Linked DNA regions of Rattus norvegicus: region 1 is linked to region 2. The links are chromatin contacts, called in public Hi-C maps. All regions are on one chromosome and are shown on one strand. The core of a region is the stretch at or near the end of the contact, and the rest is flanking DNA. Distances in the headings are between cores, read along the strand shown.

Region 1 (3,468 bases), core at 248-2,747, 98 kb after region 2:
ACAGGAAGACTTGAGAGACCCAGACAAACTCCATCCAACTCTCAAAGCAAGTCGTCCTAACCAAGCAACACAGACAGGCAGTTCAAACAACACAGATGTTTTCTCACCATCGAAGGCCAAACTTAGAGATGAAGATGCTGGCAGCTTTCTGTCTCTTGGGGCTCCCTCACTGGCCAGTGCAGGGCATCTTTTCCAGTGTTCTCAGATGATTGTCCCTCTGTGTGTCTGTGTCCTGTCCTCTCAGTAACAACCCCAGTTGACTGGATGTTATAATGACCTCTTTTCAACATAACCACCTCTGTAAACTACTTCCAAGGACAGTTACACTCGCGGGTGTTGGGTCTGGGATCTTAACTTATACATTTGGGACACAGTATAGAACTTAAAGATGGATAAAACTGGAGCAGAGGATGCCGCCACAGACTGAGTTTGCTTGTCTGTATCTGGAGCAAGAACATGATCCGGGAGGTGTGCAGCTTCGTGCCTTACGAGGGACGTGCCATGGAGTTGCCTAAAGTGTCCAAGGACAAGCAGGTACTCAGGGTCATCAAGCAGAGGGTGGGCGCGCACGTCTTTGCCAAGAGAAAGTGGGAGGAGCTGAGCAATGAGCTGGCAGCCATGAGGAAGGCAGCAACCAAGAAGGATTAATGAACCCTCTCTCAATAAAAGATTTGTTCTTATAGTTTGGAAAAAAAATGAGTAGAGTGCTCTACCTAGAGCTCGGCAATGTTGCCCACCAACTTAGTACAGCTGCTCATCACCCCAGCCTCCTTCCAGCCCCAGCTATCCTCCTCACCCCAGCTACCCACCATGGCCCAATCCCGGCTTAGCCTCCCTGCTGGCCCATTGTCTCCCTGGCTTAGCATCATTTCTACCCAGCTGGCCTCACATGCTGCTACTCAGCTGCAAATGGGGTGCACAGTCTTCCTCTGCTGTCCACAAAGAATTAGACAAGGATGGTAGACTCTGGTTTCCTCAGTTCCCCCACCTGTATCTTTGGGTATAAACAAGGTGGTCTAGATTTTCTTGTGGGGCTACCCAAGTAACACTGGCCACCAAGGCACAGTGCAGGGACGTCGGTGACTATCAGCCAGATCGGTGACAGAATACACGTCCCAGGGATACCAGAAAGATTATGGTCCCTTGACTCATCCTAGCGCCAGCCGGAGCCTCCGTGGCTTGGGAAGAAACCAGATTGTTTCTTGGGAGATGAGATCTTGCTTGGACACAGAGTTAGACTTGATCCTCCTCTTCTGTAGAAATGGACATTCCTGTGAGAAACTTCCTGTGCACAGTAACCTAGCCTTGATGACCCGAGGGCAGAGAATTTCAGTCTTTATTAGTCCTATATGTGTGCATTTGTGTGTGTGTATGGGGGGGGCAGTCCACTTTGGACAGAAAATGCAACTTTAGAGAATGACTCAGTGATTTGGGATAACCTCAACACCCTCCTTCTCAGTACAGTGTCTCCAAAGGCCATGAAGCGTGGGAAATGTGTGGCTAGTCAGCTTAGAGTGGCCTGGCTGGGCAGACAGAGCACGGAGCCAGGGAGGCCCCTGCTCTCCCAAGGCCTCTTTCCAACAAAAGGCTTTTGTTTTACTCTCCAAGCCCCTGTGAGCCATGTGGGACTAGAGGGCCAAAGTCTCTGCTGTGGTACTTTCCAGGGAGGGGTGCCAAGGAAGGCTGAGACACTGTGGTCACAGCTGTCCCACAGATGAAGTGGGTACCCCTGAACAGTGGGGTGGGAAGCATGGCGCTGGGTATTCATGAGGCTCCCAGCTAATTTGGGAGAACCTAGCGTCCTTTCAGAAAATTCTGGTGGAATTAACTGAGGCATTTAGTGGAATGCCTGCCCCAATTCAAGGCAGGGAGGCAGAAACGGCCCCTCACACATGCCAGTGGCCTGCGTTCACTTTCCAGAGGAGTCTGTATTCTTGGCTTCCTGTGGTAACCTGGAACTTTATTTGCCCAGTGTGCAGGGACTGGGGCCAGGGAGAGATGGCCTTGTTCCATGTCCTCTGCAGGGACAAGGCCTGGGATGGTTCCTTCCTAAAAATAAAACCTTGAAATTTCAAAAGAGACACTCCAAAGTTTAGGGTCAACTGAAGTGAACATCCCGGGGCTGAGTTCTACGTCAAACCTTGAAGTCTGTACTGATTTGCCTAGAGGAGAGTGGTTCTCACCAGGGGAGTTTCCATTATGGTCATTACCTACAGGTTTTGATGTCCAGGGACCCCACTGCATGTCCCCAAACCTTAACTTTCCTATGGAGCTCAGCATAGTGGGGATCCTGGAAGACGGGGAGGAGAAATGCCAAGATGAGCTGTCTGTCTTACTACTTACTCTTGAGATGTATTATCCTCCAGATAGGTACTTAGCTACTTAGCCTCTCCACAAACACCTCAGTGGAAAGCTTAGTCCTGGGAGGTGTGTGCTAATCCCTTCTGTGGTTAGCAGAAGAAACTCGAAAAGCCATTTTCATATTGATTCAAATGCCAGGTGTGAGATGCGTTATTTGCTTGACGATTGGGACTGTGATTCCAGTGGTGTGACGGTGAACCTGGATTCATGAGGAAAACGCCCATGGCCATAACTGAATGTTAAATGGCTTCTTAGACACAGCTCTGGGCTTTCCGGAGCTCACCCATCAAGGACGGAGACCCCCAAGCTGGCAGTCTCCAGCTTGATTTCCATCTAGTAGAAAGTGTTTACTCAGCTTCTCTCCACTAGACTTGCTGTCATTGCACAGCGGAACCAGCCTGTTGACATTCGGCTCCTACTACTGGGAATGGCCATGGCCAGATGACCAGAGGCCCACTGAGGTCAAGAGCTACTGGGGGCTCTGCTGAGCAAGGGGCAGAGTTTCAGAATAGAAACACCTTTCCATTTCTTACCCAAATCCACGAGATCACACAGAATGTGGGGCCCCAGCTCAGGGTCAGAGGACTTTATAGGTCAAAAGTCTGTGACTGATAGTTTTAAGTCTACTTGGCACAAGCCGAAGTCATCTGAGAGGGGGGAGCCCCAATTAAGAAAAGCCTCCATAAGATCAGGCTGTAGGCAAGCCTGTTAGGGCATTTTCTTAGTTACTGATTGATGGGGAGGGCCAACCCCATTGTAGGTGGTACCATCCATGAACTGGTTGGTGGTTCTGGGTTCTATAAGAAATCAGACTGGAAAAAGCCATGAGGAGCAAGCTAGTAAACAACACTCACTCCTTCATGGCCTCTGTGTCACTCTAGGTTCCAGATTCCTGCCCTGTTTGGGTTCCTGTTCTGACATCCTTTGATGATAAACTGTGATGGGGAAATATAAGCTGAATAAACACTTTCCTCCTCAGGTGACTTTGGTCATGGTGTCTCATCACAGTGATCATAACTCCGGCTAAGGTAGAGGCTGGCTAGCATGGAAATCTATTTGTAGAATAATTCTTCGGCCTTGACTGTAATTTGTAAAAGCAAATGCCTT
Region 2 (3,451 bases), core at 620-3,119:
TGAGACTCATCTCCCTTATCCAAGCCCACGGGTCAGTTTTAGCCACATCTACAAAGTACCTCCAGGGGAGCATCTATTCTTAAGGAGTCACAGGACGCTTTTATCCTGCCAAACCAAACATCACAGATGGGTAGGAAACAGCAGCTGTACAGAACAGCGAGGGTTGTACTTTGTGACACCTGGAAATGTGGCGCTTGCTGTGGGTGCTAGAGATTGGGAGTGTTTGGATCTCAGGGGTGAGACTATTGCACCAGCATGATGCTGGAGACATGGACTGATATGCCTGGTAAGAACTTACACAGGAGGTGAGGCAACCTGCGGTGATGATAATTTCCAGATTGGCCAGCTATGGAAAATCACAGCAGGGAGACTACACAAGGGTTAAGGGGGAAAGTGCAGATTTTTAGGAAAAAGATATTTTTGGTTTCTGGTATCATACACTTAACTAAGGTTTTTTCAGACAAGTTGGTGAGGCAGGTGAGTCGCCTAGGGACCCTGGATTTGTATCTGTGGTTGAAGGCAAGGCTGTCTGTTCTGGGTGGGGTCCGTCAAGCCCCTGACTTGTACTAACTGTAGGAGATAGGAGACTGGTCTATCTCACAGTACACAGGCTAGACTGTCCCATCTTATCCTGTGCTCATCTCCACTGCAATACCTGGAAATTCTGCCCATATGGAAACTTAGCTCTGGTTCAGTAGGAGCTCAAGGCGGTGAAGGTCTGCTGGGGCGGGCAGCCTCTCAGGGGCTTTGTGGTTGAGCCATTCTTACTCTCAGGAGCTACTCAAGAGAGTGTAGCGGGAAAGTGATACCATGCTGGCGGTGGGAAAGTGATACCATGCTGGCGGTTTAGCAGGACGGCCTTAATCCTGATCTCTCTCTGGGATACAAGCTGCAGATGGTTGGAGGTACGCCAACCATGGAGCGGTCCCAGTGATTAGGAGCTGGAGCCTCTTCCAGTTCCTCTGTGGTACAGCCTGCCAGCAGTGCATCTGAAGCCTCCTGACACTGCCTGAATGTGACCCCATCCCTGGCCAGTACCCTGTTGTTAGACCCTCAGAAACCCTCCCCCTCTCCCCAGTCCGAGTGGAAACACAGTAGTTTGCAGGTACAGATACAGCTGGTGTGTTGTTTTGTCAACAAAGTAACAAAACACGGAGGGGAAATTTAAGGTCTCAGATCTAGGTTGGTTTAGAGTTTCAGAGATTTCAGTCTGCTTGCCAGAAAGGGCTGTCCAGGCAAAAATCCATCTGAGGTGGCCACAGGTGTTCTCCATCTTTCCCACAAGGGAAGCACCGGGTGGGCAGGGTTCCTCATTGGCGGTGAATGTTGGAGGCCTCAGGCACCCCTCCCTAGAAAGCTTCTAATCACTACAGCCTTCCTACAAGCTGTGCTCTCAGGGTCTGTGCCTCCGTAGGAATGAGGAAAAGTAGAGAGAGATGTTTTTGTGTGGGAGCAGTGGTGGGCACAGAGGAAAAAGAGGCAGAGCAAGAAAGCACACTTCCTAGAACACAACAACACTTTTAAGTGTTTAAAACAAGGCATCACCAGTAAATAAAAAACCCCTGGATACAGGGAGAAAGGGATGTGGGGTAACTTAGTTGTAGCACTGCAGTTTTAAAAGGAGAATCGGGGATCCAAACCCTGTCTTAATCCACGCCTCTGCACCTCCAGGCGACCCCCACAGTGGAGTCTGTGTGCGCTGGTCCTGCAGTCCAAGGAGGCCCGGCTGCACCTCCAAGAAGGGTCGCTAGGTTCAGACACCAAGGCCCTGGTGATTGCCCAGCCCCCGCCCACTGCGAGACTGAGAGGGGGCGGAGCCACGCGCATGTGCACAGCTGGCGCCCCCCCCCGCCCCCCGCGCACAGCTGGGACGTGGGCCGGAGACCTGAGGGCTCAGTTGGGAGCCGGCGGTGGACGCGCCCGCCGAGGCCTCCTCCGCTGCTGTCCACGCGTGCCAGCGCCTGTCCGCGCCGTCTGCCATGGCCGTGCGCCCCACGCGCCGCTGCCTGCTGGCACTCGTGCTGTGCTTCGCCTGGTGGGCCATGGCGGTGGTCGCCTCGAAGCAAGGGGCAGGCTGTCCAAGCCGCTGCCTGTGCTTTCGTACCACCGTGCGCTGCATGCATCTGTTGTTGGAGGCCGTGCCCGCGGTGGCGCCGCAGACCTCCATCCTGTGAGTGCGGCCCGGGGGCGCTGGGGTCGGCGGAGCGTGCGATTTAGGGAGATCGAGGGCCGTGGGTAGCCTGGGGGACGTGGGTACTGGTTTGGCGATGTTGGGTATCCCGGCATCCGGCGCAGGGTGTGCTGGGCCTTTTGTCCGTCCTGGCGAGGACGCCAGGGGCGGACCTGAGCGCTTAGCGCGCGGCCTGGGGAGCCGCCTTTGTTCAAACTTGGAATCTCCCGCTGGACCGGGAAGTAGTAGGGAGTCGCCAGGGAAAGCCCGGCGTGTCTCCTGCGCCTTCCCGTCCCGGCCTCCCCTCCGGTGTCTTCTCAACTTTCCCTCTACACGAGTTTCCTCTCTCCTCTAAAGCGCAGGCCTGGGGTTGGGTCGTCCCTCCTCCGACCCCTTCTTCCTCCCCCTTCTTCCTCCATCAGTATACCTGCCCCCCCTTCCCCTCTTCCTGGAGCGAGGCCCACCGCACAGCACCCTGCGCCAAGGAAACCTCTCTTGCAGATTCTGCTTCCCGCGGTGCCACAGATCCGCTTCTGCGCTAGAGCCTTTAAGTTCGCTGGGTGTCCTGCGGGTTCTGTTGGGCGCAGCCCTTGTAGGGAGCTTTTTCTTTGCCTGGAAGAAGCCTGGCGTCCTAGATGCCATGGAGGACCCACCACCGTGCGGGTGGCCAAGTTCTGGGCAGCTCAGGGGACCCCTCTTGCTGTTTCTATTCAGTTGGTCAGTTTCACAGAGATCCTCCACTTCCTGGCTTTTACCTGAAATTGTGCACCTCTCTAGCTTTCCGCCTTTCCTGAAACCTCTAGATCTGAAGGAATCCCAGTGCTGCAGAGTTGGCTACAGGCCTCCGTGTGTACTGAGATTTGGTTCTGTGTAGGCAGGCATGCGTTTAGGGGCCAACTGTAATTCAGGGTCCTGCAGCTGCACTTCTGCATTCCAAAAAGAGTTTTCACTTTTTGTGACTGGACTGGAAGATTTTGGCATCTCTGAGGATGCCTGCGAAAGTTATAAAAATCTGAGGGAACTATTCAAGGAGTGGGCGGTCAGTGTTCTCACTTCTAAAAGTGCATGGGTGTCCTACTTCCTCTGGGGGAGATCATGCAGGCTACCCGACCAGTCTGGGGTGGGAGTGCCTAGCTTAGTCCTCTGAAGAGCTAAATAAGGCTTCCATTCCAGAGGGTGTGGATGGTCAGCCAAGGCTGCATCTGAGAGGATAGACAGTGTGCTGTAAAGCAGTAAACGTTTCAAATTGGGCCAGGGTGGAACGTCTCCAAATACAGAGAA

The links. Hi-C and Micro-C count contacts between places; a contact is called where the count stands out from the background.
Region 1: a contact with region 2 is called in a Hi-C map of frontal cortex, with 1.9 times the contacts expected there. The contact joins the enhancer-like site here to the promoter of Pxdn in region 2. A contact is called at or near these places in 6 of 12 Hi-C or Micro-C datasets (the A7r5 cell line, Schwann cells, frontal cortex and 3 more).

The regions. Positions count from the first base shown.
Region 1 is chr6:52,404,849-52,408,316 of GRCr8, forward strand. No RefSeq gene overlaps it. Among named protein-coding and RNA genes, the nearest start is that of Tpo, 89 kb to the right of the region's middle. Within about 2 kb of position 1,498, at least 25 of the 93 cell types and tissues checked have an H3K27ac peak or open chromatin away from gene starts, as enhancers often do. A contact at or near this core is called in the A7r5 cell line, where this site is marked.
Region 2 is chr6:52,306,505-52,309,955 of GRCr8, forward strand. It overlaps Pxdn (peroxidasin), which reads left to right and starts at 1,870. Exons shown (of 23, transcript NM_001271261.1): 1 at 1,870-2,170. The coding sequence starts at 1,980.